Linked DNA regions of Anser cygnoides: all the other regions are linked to region 3. The links are chromatin contacts, called in public Hi-C maps. All regions are on one chromosome and are shown on one strand. The core of a region is the stretch at or near the end of the contact, and the rest is flanking DNA. Distances in the headings are between cores, read along the strand shown. Region 1 has its middle 5.5 kb from the start of PLS3. Region 2 overlaps PLS3 (plastin 3). Region 3 overlaps IL13RA2 (interleukin 13 receptor subunit alpha 2).

Region 1 (3,534 bases), core at 742-3,241, 140 kb after region 3:
AAAGCAGAAAACTTTGCTGCCAGCTGGATCCAGCACTCTGCATGCTGCTGCTCTGAGGACAGATCCATGCTGCTGTGCCGTGAGGGCAGAGCTGAGCACCACTTATGGGGCCAGCGTGGAGGCTAAACCCGTGGCACCCACATCCTGCAGCTTCTCCGTGCACTGTTGCTGCACTCTGTGTGCTGCTTGGGGTCCTGTGCAGGAGAGAAAGGGGAAAAACCCCAGCCTGAGTAGTATTAAGAGGTACTTTCCTGCAACAAACAGGAACTGCAGTCCTAGGAAATAGGTGTGGAAGGGTCTTGGAGAAGACAGCTACTCTGTCCCATGACTCACAGCAAAACCACCTCAACCTCAACCACCCCAGACTGGTTTTTGTTTGCCCAGTCCCTGCAGTTCCTCTTCCTGTCCATCCCAGGCAGTTCCTCCTGCACATCAATTATGACAAAATTCACATTATTCTCAGACATCTCTCTCTTTATCTACTGTGACCATAGCAACAGAGCTTAGAGAATGCAAAACACTGATATGTAAATGTTGGCCAGTGCTGTAGCACCCACCCCACCTGTATGCCCATGAGAGCACCCCTGCTTTCCTGACATGCCGGGATGCAGCAGGCTCATCTCTGCAGATACCTGTGCAGTGCTGTTAACTGGAGTATTTAGCACTGTTTTGCAGCAATGCAAGCCTGCAACATCAGGGTGCTTGGCCCAGTCACTACTCTGTGGGACACAGGAAGAGGCAACAAAGCCTTACAATTGCTAGATCTGCAAGGTAATCTGCTCCACTCCGTCAGTCCTGGCCACTGCCTTGGGTTTTCTGCGTGCTGAACCCAGCTGGAGCAACACAGGTGTTTGGTTTGGCAGGTGTGGTGCAGCCCGGCCTTGGGGCTGGGGACAGCCACCTCCATCCGAAGCATGGCACGTGGTAGGGGGCCACGGCAGAGCCGCAGCTGCCTCCTGGTTTTAGGGCACAGATGCATGGCCCAGGCAGAACATCCCCTGCACCCCCAGCTGCTCTGGTGCACCTGAGGCAGCTCCTGCAGCCCAGCTGGAGGGCTGCAAAACTGCAAAGCACTTCTGCACCAGGCAGTGCAAAGGAGCAGAGTGTGTGTCACAGATAGACTTCAACACTCGCACTGCTGTGTTTTATATGCTGCGCCTGCGCAAACACACGTATGGCTGGATAGAGAGATATACATAGAAGGATATGTTCTTTTTTCTCCCCTTAGGTAAATGTCCTTATCCAAAATCAGCTAGTGGGAATTCTGTCAGTCTTATCTTGTTCTGCAATTTTTCTGCTTTACACAGTCACTAATAATTCCCTATTTATTAGCACTGGCACATATCCACACTGTCTCCCAAGCCTGGGCTTGCAGGAATGTAGACAGCCCTGCTCTGCTTCCGCTCCCCCTGGATTTCAGAGGCTGTGGGATTGCTGAGTTTTACAGAGTACAGGGGAACTTTGTGTCGGCATGAGTAACGTGGAGGAGGAAGCAAGATGTAGAGGGGCAAATAAAATAAGCAAAGAGAGAAGAAAGTTCAAAGAAAAGGACAATACAATATTCACAAATATGTTGTGGACTAGAAAGGAAAAGAAATCCAATTGGCTACTAGCAAATGGGGAAATATTAGGAACACCAGAAATGGCCAGAGTCCTTGAGAGACAAGAACACTTCCTTGGTTGTTGAGCACAGCCTCCCTTTCTTATCCACAATAGATTAGTATTATTCATCAGCTGCCACACGGTTCTTTTGTGCCTCATTTTAACTTCTGCCAAAGGAAGACAGTGGTGAGAGAAAGGAAAGCAAGGCCATTGCTGGCAGGCCTTGCTGGCACAGAGGCCAGTCCTGTGCACACGGGCATCCTCCTTGGAGGCCCTGTCCACTTTCCAGCTCATCCCATCTCAAGCCTCATTACACCGTGCAGAATTGCCTGCATCAACAAGTTTTTATTTCCTGTCTCCAGCCTTGTTGCAGTGCAGAACCAATGGCCTGAAATACTGATGTGGTATTGGTCCCAGCATGCCAAACTACCAGGCTTCTCCCTGATCAAACCCTTCCTAAAAATTCATTCCAGGGTGATGTTGTCCAGCTCCAAGCCTGTTGCCAGGATTTAATAAGAAGCTGCACGTGGAACATCAAGCTACAGGAATAACCAGGTTAGTGCCTGCAAAATTGTCAACCTAGATAAATGACCAAAATGACTGAATGTCAGCTGTGTGGACGGTGACTGTGACTGTGTTTTCCACAGTTTGCAGCTAACTCTGCTTGGTTCTTCCATACAAAACTGCATATATCTGACCTTCTGCGGCTGGTGCTCTCCAGAAGTGTGATAAGCTTTGGAGTTACCTGTACCTTACCTGGGAGAAGGGGAGTGTGGATTCAGTAGCTTCTGAAAGTCTGGTCTTGTTGGGTTGATAAATTAAATGAAAAGAAGAGACAAAAACAACTTCTCATTGTCATGCTGCATATTTTATTTTATTTTATTTTATTTTATTTTATTTTATTTTATTTTATTTTATTTTATTTTATTTTATTTTATTTTATTTTATTTTATTTTATTTTATTTTATTTTATTATTTTTTGGTACATAACAATGAAGGAGGAAAGTTCACCCTGTTGTTAGGAACGGCAAATAAATCAATGAGTCCCCTGGAAGCTCAGTCCGTGATAAAACAGTAGTTAGGGGCTGTACAAACACTTAACATGAATAAATCTGGCTTGCCACTGCTGTGCTGCAGCTGCAGAGCTCTCCTCATGCTGGATAGGTAATCATTGAAATACTCCCCTTGACAGGAAAAGCACAATTTCAAACAAACAAAACCTATATTTCAGAATAGAGAGAGCATGAAACCCCTGGGCAAACCCTTTGCCAAAGCACGAGCTTGCCTCACAGCAAAATAAACAGGAGGCACTGGTAGTTTCACAACACGGTCCAGAGTCCCAATATGTGATCAGTTATCTGGCAGTTGGGATGGTGAGAGGGAAGGCAGCTGGCAGCAGCGTGCCTGCAGCCTGGCACACTGATAATTTTGGTGGGTGATCTGCCTTCTTGTAAGAGTCTCATAAACTTCATTAGACTTTGAATATGGATTCCTTGCACAGACCAGGCTTGCTGGATAGACTTAGTGATATTTATTTCCCCAAATATGTTCTTAAGTAAGGAAGTACCTAGAATTATCTGAGAAAATGTTTCTGGGGGGGGTAAATTCAGTTTGCTGTAGCTCCAAAATATTACACAGAATTAAATCTGCTTTCTTGCAATAGAGAAAAAAATAGTTCTGGCTAATTAATCTATTCATAGTGCCACTCAGTTGTTCTCCGTGATTGATGACAAGTGTTTTTGACATTAATATCCTGGTTCTTAGATTCTGTTAATGTTTTGGATAAGTATTTGCAGAAAACAAAACAAAGATCTAGTTGAGAACAGATGCCCTAATTCTAATGGAAGAACTTAACACCAGCTCCTTTAAAGCCTGTTTCTTTAAAGCCCACTTCTGATGTGGGCTCACCACTCCCCCTGTATGTTTTGCAGT
Region 2 (3,525 bases), core at 291-2,790, 150 kb after region 3:
GAATATACATAGTATATATTCCACTATAAATCCTGTAGTTAAATATTTCCTTGACCCAACATAGAACAAGGTGCTTGTCTCCAGCTGGTCACAGGAACGAGGGAAGTGAGTTCAAAAGCCATATTGCAATTAAGCTCTTTCTTCTTGAATTCTGCATAAAAAGTTTTGCCTCCAAAAACAGATTGAGGACTTTACACACACACCTTACCCATTTCCTAAAATAGTTATCCTGTTACAATTGGAATTGTGCAGACAGGCAAGGGAGGAGGTTTGCCCTGTCTTTAAGATTTTTTTTCTGTGATAGCAACGCTTTGAAGGAGGTCAGTAGAGAACAAATGGAAATACAGCTACAAATGTATTCCAGTCTTCGTGTGCTACTAGAAGTAATGACCAAGCTTGAGTCTTTGTTTAGGTAAAACTCACCTTTCCACAGAGGAGAAAGGGGAAACTGGGCCTTCTGAAAACTGCAAGTATTTTGTGTAAGTGTCCCAAATGTCTGTCTGACCTAAACTTTAGCCTGTTCCTTTCTGCTCTGTTTGGCCAAGACTGGGACTAAGCTTTCTTCGGGGACATGGACGGGAGGTTCCAGTGCAATCCTGCCTCTGCCCTGCTGCTGCCTACCCCTTTGTAACATTCTCGTGGAGCTAATTTCCAGCTGGTCTCTTGCCACTGTTTAATATAAACCAAATGCTCTAGCAAAGGCAGCGTAGTCAGACTACTTGCTGAAAAACTGAAAAACTTACATTGCCTCTGCCCGGCTAAGAAGCTCTTGGGAGTTATGTAGCTTTCCGGGGTGGGTGGTTACAGCAGCACCCAGCCTACTTTGCCCCTGTTTAGAGCCGTCGCTAGTGGCACAGCATTTTTTGCCTCCCTCCCCCAAGGGATATATAACCTTCTTATGGATTATATAGGATAGTTTTAGTCTCTTTGCTCCCTGCCTTCTGAAAGTCTATATTAAAAGTTCTTGGAAAGCCATGAAATGGAGTGAGATTCAACCCTGTACTAATGGCCTTGAAACCCCCTGTTATGTAAGAGTCTTTATGACTGGCACTGGTCAATAATTCATGATAGCGATTAAGGCTTTGTGCGTTGGGTTGAAAACAACTTGGCACTTAGCTGTGCGTTGCTGTTTCACGTGTCGGTCGCTTTCGCAGATAATATTCTGGATTAGCATTTGGATCTCTTTGGTCTAATCTGCTGTACCTTGTGGTGTTACTGCTCACACGTCCTGCCTGAGCTGCACAGTTGCTTCGTGCCTTCTGTCAAATAGCACGCCTTGCTTAGACTTGGCTTTGTGGGAGATCTGTAGATTTTTTTAACTTGGAAAGATGAGGGTTTTTTCCACTGTAATTCATAAAATATTAAACTCAGCAGCAGCGGTAGTAGTAGACTTCAGAGTGTAAGAAACCTGCGGTCAAAGCAAAGAACAGCTTCACAGGACAGAGGTCAGCCTGCTACCAGTAGCTTTTTTTTTGTGGGCTGGAAAACATGAGGCAGCTTACTAATTAACAGCATAACGAGCTGTATGGTGAAGATAGCAGTCTAGGGACCTGAAGGCTATGAGTGACAACTTGCACTGTATGTGTGAGTGGCAATCTAGCACACTCAACTTTCTACACGTCTGAACAGAGTGCAATGGCTGTAGGAGCTGCTGGAGTTGGCCTGTCCAGCAGATCCATCCTACAGAAAATTTTCTGTGAGGTCTGAGATAAAAGGAACAGTTCTAGGGGAAGCCAACAAATCTAGCCTCAAGCTAAATACCAGGAAAAGCTTCAAGGTCCCTTGAGATGAGGTTCTGGACTTGTCCAGCGCAGCTGAATTCATAGGCCCACTTGCACAACAGAATGAGCCATGTGCCAAAATCTTCAAGTCTCATGGCTCTTGGCTACCTCCAGCACCTGGCAGGATGCCTGGGTGAGATACCAGTGTCTCCTTAAAGGTCCTGGTGGGCTGGGCTGGGCGTGTGACTGCTTCCCAGACTGATCTGTGACTGCACCACCACTGCCCTGACTCCCCAGTGGTGAAACCTTTTTAATGGTGGTAGGTGACCCGCAGATGAGTTGTGTGGGACTGAAGAGCCACCCGGTGGCTGTCTCCCACAGCCCCACTGCTAGCCAGGATCGTTCTGCAGCAGGCTGGTCTGGACAGTGGTCAACAGCTGACCAAAATTCTGCTTACTGGTCCGAGCAGGCTGTGACCAAAGTGGTGTAACCTCATCTCACGTATAGGTGGAAGATGTTACGCAGTTCCTGACCTCTGGTTCTGCGTAATTGCCAGGCTTGCTACAGTCCACAGATTTATTTTGAGAGCCACATCCTTTTTGCTGTTGTAATCTTATTTTGAAGATTATACCAATTTACTTTCTGCTTAGTAGCCTAATGAGCTGTTTCTGTAGACAAGCTGCTGGTTCTGCTTGGCATTAGAGATGGCTCGTTTGCTGTAGGCTTCTCAAATCAAAATGAGTGTTAGATAAGTGGGTACTCTCTTTGGAAAAGCCTGGTCTGAGTAGCTGGAAAGTTTACAGAGACGCTGCTGCCACTCAGACTGTGCAATGTTCATTACTGATGGGAGGTAGCAAGGCTTATGTCAGACTTGCGTTAACTTCTTGTGAACAAATCTGTACTCCTGCAGTTTATATTGTGGTTCCATCTGCAGAAAAAAAACTTTTCCTTTGTATTTTTTAAAAGTTCCTTTTTTTCTGCATGTCGGAAGACCCCAGTATAAAGAGCTACACTTCTATTACATTGCAGATTTTGCGAAGTGACTCGGATTGTATCCTCATGGAATAAACTTCATGTGGACACTTCGTATGTCTCAATTGTAAATGTGACTAAATTGGGCGTTGTCAGAAAAGGGATCAGAACAGCTCTTCTGTTTAGAAACCCTCTGTTTGGGCAGTTGTGTGTGTTCTGTAACAGTGTGATTCCAGTGTAAAACATTGTTTTTTTGAATAGTGACTTACTGTGGATATTCTTCAGGACCCTCTTTAGGTGAGCAGAGGAATGTCTGAGCCACATAAAGGATGGGCAGCCCTGGCATTTCAACTGAGAGATGTTTGTGCCTGCAGGACCCTCCTGGCAGACCACTTGCCTCCGTGTCCTTTTCCTTTCTGCAGCGGCTTGGTCCATGGTGTGGCTGAGCTGGGGCACAGTGCGGGGCTGGTCCCTCTCTGCTCGTCCCGTCCCTCCATGTGCTGACCCCACAGCGAGCTGGGACTGAGGAGGGGGTGGGCATGGTGGCCAGTGGATGGCAGCACGCACTGATGCCTGCCCTGCTTGGCTGTAGTTCTGCTGCGTCCAGGTCTCCTCCTCTCTGCATGCTTCAGTCCTCAGCAGCCTTCATCTCATGCCATTGTAATCACCCAAAGAAAAAAACTTCTCATTGGAGCCCATTTATTACAACCCGTGACAGGTGCAAGGCGCGCTTTGTGGTGGGTCAGGTGGAGGTGCAACACTGGCTTAAAAAGATTCTCCGCTCCAGGTTCCTTTCTCTTGCCTCTGCTCTGGCTCAAAGAAGGTGTTGCAG
Region 3 (3,649 bases), core at 1,033-3,532:
TGGTGGCGTGACACCCCTGCTTATGTGGCATTTCATTTCCTGAGCAGGGCAGTCCCGCAGTACATCTGCACAGGTACCGGCACAGGAGGCAAGAAGCCCAGGGAATGCAGCAAGATGAATATTGCTTTCTGGTGCAAACCTTGCAGTGGCCATCGCTCCTCAGCGGGTTGTTTTATTTCTCTGTACTCCAGAAAGAGGATCTTGACACAGACGGTTTGCAGAGCTGCTTCAGCTGTTCAGACAGCTCAGCCACAATATGTTGCCTCAAATTGTTTTGTTAAGCACATGCATCAGCTGTACTTGTTTGCCTCGAAGCTATGAGAACCACACATCCTCCTGAGAAAATTCAGAAGACATAAAGAACTTGACAGTACTCTCAAATGTACCCTGCCACACAAAGAAGCAAGCTGCAAACCCACCGCAGCACATGAAGCTCTTTAGATTTACTGATGATATCATTAGCTACTGCACTCCCAAAGCTTCAGCATCTGAAAGATGAAGCCAGGTGGGCTGTGCAACTTTGCCTCCTTTCAGGATCTATGCCTAGATCTGTGGTGGCTCAATGATGTGCTGAGATGCGCGGTGGGGTGGCTCGGGGATGGACATTGTGAAGGAGCTGATGCTATAAGGACACAGAGCGAGGCACAGTCCCTGCTGGGCTGAACCTCCAGCTAGAGCTGATGGGGTATTTCTAGGGGTGCTCAGTGGCAGAAGGGTAGGAGGTAGGGCAGGGGCAGGGCTGGCATATGGCATGGGAGACACAGCTTCAGTCAGTGCAGCAGCAGCACTGGATCATGGACGTGATGCCACAAGGCACAAGGGCTGATACTAGCCAGCAGTCAGCCCGGTAATGAATTATGGAAAGAAGGTGTGGTACTTCTCTACTTAGCGGCACAAAGAGAGCAAAACTCATCTGTCTTACGGTGAGAGAGCCTTGTCTCCTCTATTTAATTTTCGTGCAATAAATACTGAATTCTGGCAGAAGCGAAGCTGCACCTGCTTTCCTCCTCTGCGATGAAACACAGATGCTGACACCCAGTGGCCATGGAGTTGCTAGTGCCTTTACGAGATGGAAAAGCTCAGCAGAAATGCCTCAGCAGGTGAGATGCAACTTCTACCTTTTTGTTTCCTCGTCTGCAAGAGGAGTAAGGAGTTCCTTACAGCCTTGCTTTGGCAGGTTGTAGTGTTTGTATCTTGTTTTCAGAGGCGAGTCAGAAAAATGAAAATATGTGAGAATGGGAAATGAGCAAACATAAGATAGATCGGTTTTCAAATAGTTCTCTTGCTGGCATTTTGAAAAGAAACCTCAGTGAGAGAAGGAGAGCAATTCTGTATGTTCAGATACTGCTGGTGACCTTGGCATTCGCCTTTGCTGTTTTGTTACTTCCCAAAAGCTGTTAGAATATGACAGACGCAAATTGATTTTGCATTTCCCTGCAGCATGCGCAGGATTGTGCTTTCATATGTTTGGCAAGTATTGACATCCTCTAGGGAGAAAAAAAATGTAGGAAAGGTTGCTTTTTATTCCTTAACAAATGGCTCTAAGACTTTATCAGTCAAAGACAGAAAAAAGACTCTAAGCTCAAGGGCATGCAAAGGAGTTGTCTTTGTATGTTTGGCAAAGACGTGCCTCGCCAGCTGTGTGGGGCCAAGCAGAGGCAAAGCACGGGGGGACCCAGACATGAGCTGGGAACAATAAGAGTGAAGTATGCCAAAAGAGTGATTTTTGAAAGTGCTTTACTTAATATTAATTATGGACTACAGCAAATGGATTAAACCACTGTAATGCAAATACTGTGCAAAAGAATTAATGTAATACTATAAACTTAGGCTGGGAGGAAGCATACTAGTGAAATTCTAGCAAGGTTTAGGACACCAGGAAGGACTAGCAGCTGGCCACCTGTAGGGATTACATTTTGCTCATGCTGGAGAGGTAATGATGTGAGGAAGCAGGTGGGGGTAGCTTGCTGCCACTACAGGGGTGAGCTGGTGAGCGGGGAGCCCCGCACCAGGATGAAGCTCAGCTTCTCTTTCTGAAACACTCCTGCCAAGCTGCAGGATGCAGGTACCATAAGCAGATGTACTTAATTTATCACTCTGTTACTAGGCAGGTTTCTAAGCAGGCTTCTGTCTAACTTTTGTATTTTGTATTGACTGAGCTAGCTCTGATATTCTGGGGGGTGAGTTCCAGCTGGGGAGGTACAACATCTGTTCCTTCACCACCTCTTGCCTGCACTTGTTCTCTTCAATTCTTCTCCTGTTCTTCTTTTTGGACAAAATTAGGCTCAAAACTTTAACCCAGTTTATACAGCCCTCCTGGAAGAGAACTACAGCAGAGTCTCAGCTTGCTCCCCTCTAGCTCGATTCAGCTGCCTTTCCAGCCGATCTGCAGGTTCGGAGCAGGCTTTTTGCTCTGTGATGCTGCTGCATGAGGTCTAACAGTTTAAAAAAAAAGTTCTAAAAAAAAAAAAAAAGCTGAATTGAAGTGCACACTGTGGTGTTTTACATCACTGATAGAGCTGTGGGAGCTGGCAAGCAGCCTGTGAGGACTGGTTTTATTGGCAAGCCAAGAGGAGCAGTGTTTTACTCTGTTATCCTGTTTGATAAACTCTGACATGAGCAGCACACTGTGCCCCTGTGCACAGCGACCTCTCTGGATCTAGCACTGGGCTTTCTGCCTAGATTTCATTTTTTCTTGCTCGATATTTCACTTCTTCTGCTCATGCACTGGGCTCCAGGCACACTATCTCAAATCTCTGCCTCCAGCAGAAACCTGCCTGCCTGCAACCTGACCTGTTCAATGACCAGCAGCCTCCAGAGAAAACAAGGAATCTACATCAACAAGCAAGAGTGCACAGGATGGGAAGCAGCAGCAGCAGCGAGCAGTCCCTGTGCCTCCGTGTGTTCATGGTGCTCCCCAAGGGAACACAAGATGGAGATCCCACATTTGATGGCCATCTCCAAATACTGCCCACTCCAATTTCCTGCATGGTAAAGCAGGTGAAATTGCATCTGAATTACCCACTGCGCCAGGCTCTAGCTTCCCTACCTCTACTTCATGTGGACGAGTTTCACAATGCAGTCATGTGTTTTTAGTAGAAGTTTAAACAGTTTAAAGGGCTGGCAGCTTATCAGAGACCTACATGGAGTTATTTCCAGTAACAGGGAATCTCAATGGGATGCTTTCCAACAGTTTTCTCCAGTGCTTCCTGATTTTAACTATTGCCATGACGTCAGTTCTGAAACCCATAGCGTAAATACCGCCTAGCTCTGGATGTGTCAAAGTCCTGTAGTTCCTGAAATTACCATGCAGACCTCAGAACTAGCGTGGCTGAGCATTTCCTCTCATCCTGGTGTTGCAGAGCTTGAGGTCCAACCTTGGTCCTCGCAGGGACTGCCCTGCCATGATGCCCCATCAATCTGCAGGGAGGTGCGTGCAGTCTGGACTTTGGAGCAAGTAGAGGAAAATATTTGATCTGTGCAGGCCGGGGACAGCTGTGGTGCAGGGCTGTGTCCCTCGTCCCAGCAAAATCCTGCCTGAGACCAGAGGGGGAAGGAAGGGGACTGTACCTGGCAGGAGGGCAATAAGCAAAGAGCTGCTCCCTGCCATCACACAGAGGAGACGCCATCCTGAGCCTCCTGCATGCTT

What was found. Hi-C and Micro-C count contacts between places; a contact is called where the count stands out from the background.
Region 1: a contact with region 3 is called in a Hi-C map of liver, with 17 times the contacts expected there. The contact joins two enhancer-like sites. A contact is called at or near these places in 2 of 7 Hi-C or Micro-C datasets (both in liver).
Region 2: a Hi-C map of liver shows a contact between it and region 3, with 8 times the contacts expected there. The contact joins two enhancer-like sites. A contact is called at or near these places in 2 of 7 Hi-C or Micro-C datasets (both in liver).

Annotation. Positions count from the first base shown.
Region 1 is chr13:12,683,725-12,687,258 of Taihu_goose_T2T_genome, forward strand. No RefSeq gene overlaps it. Among named protein-coding and RNA genes, the nearest start is that of PLS3, 5.5 kb to the right of the region's middle. Within about 2 kb of position 1,992, at least 2 of the 3 cell types and tissues checked have open chromatin away from gene starts, as enhancers often do. A contact at or near this core is called in liver, where this site is marked.
Region 2 is chr13:12,701,216-12,704,740 of Taihu_goose_T2T_genome, forward strand. The region is part of intron 2 of PLS3 (plastin 3); the gene reads left to right. Among named protein-coding and RNA genes, the nearest start is that of PLS3, 12 kb to the left of the region's middle. Within about 2 kb of position 1,541, at least 2 of the 3 cell types and tissues checked have open chromatin away from gene starts, as enhancers often do. A contact at or near this core is called in liver, where this site is marked.
Region 3 is chr13:12,545,624-12,549,272 of Taihu_goose_T2T_genome, forward strand. IL13RA2 (interleukin 13 receptor subunit alpha 2) reads right to left here. Exons shown (of 11, transcript XM_067005378.1): 11 at 1,721-3,649. Among named protein-coding and RNA genes, the nearest start is that of IL13RA2, 25 kb to the right of the region's middle. Within about 2 kb of position 2,283, at least 3 of the 3 cell types and tissues checked have open chromatin away from gene starts, as enhancers often do. A contact at or near this core is called in liver, where this site is marked.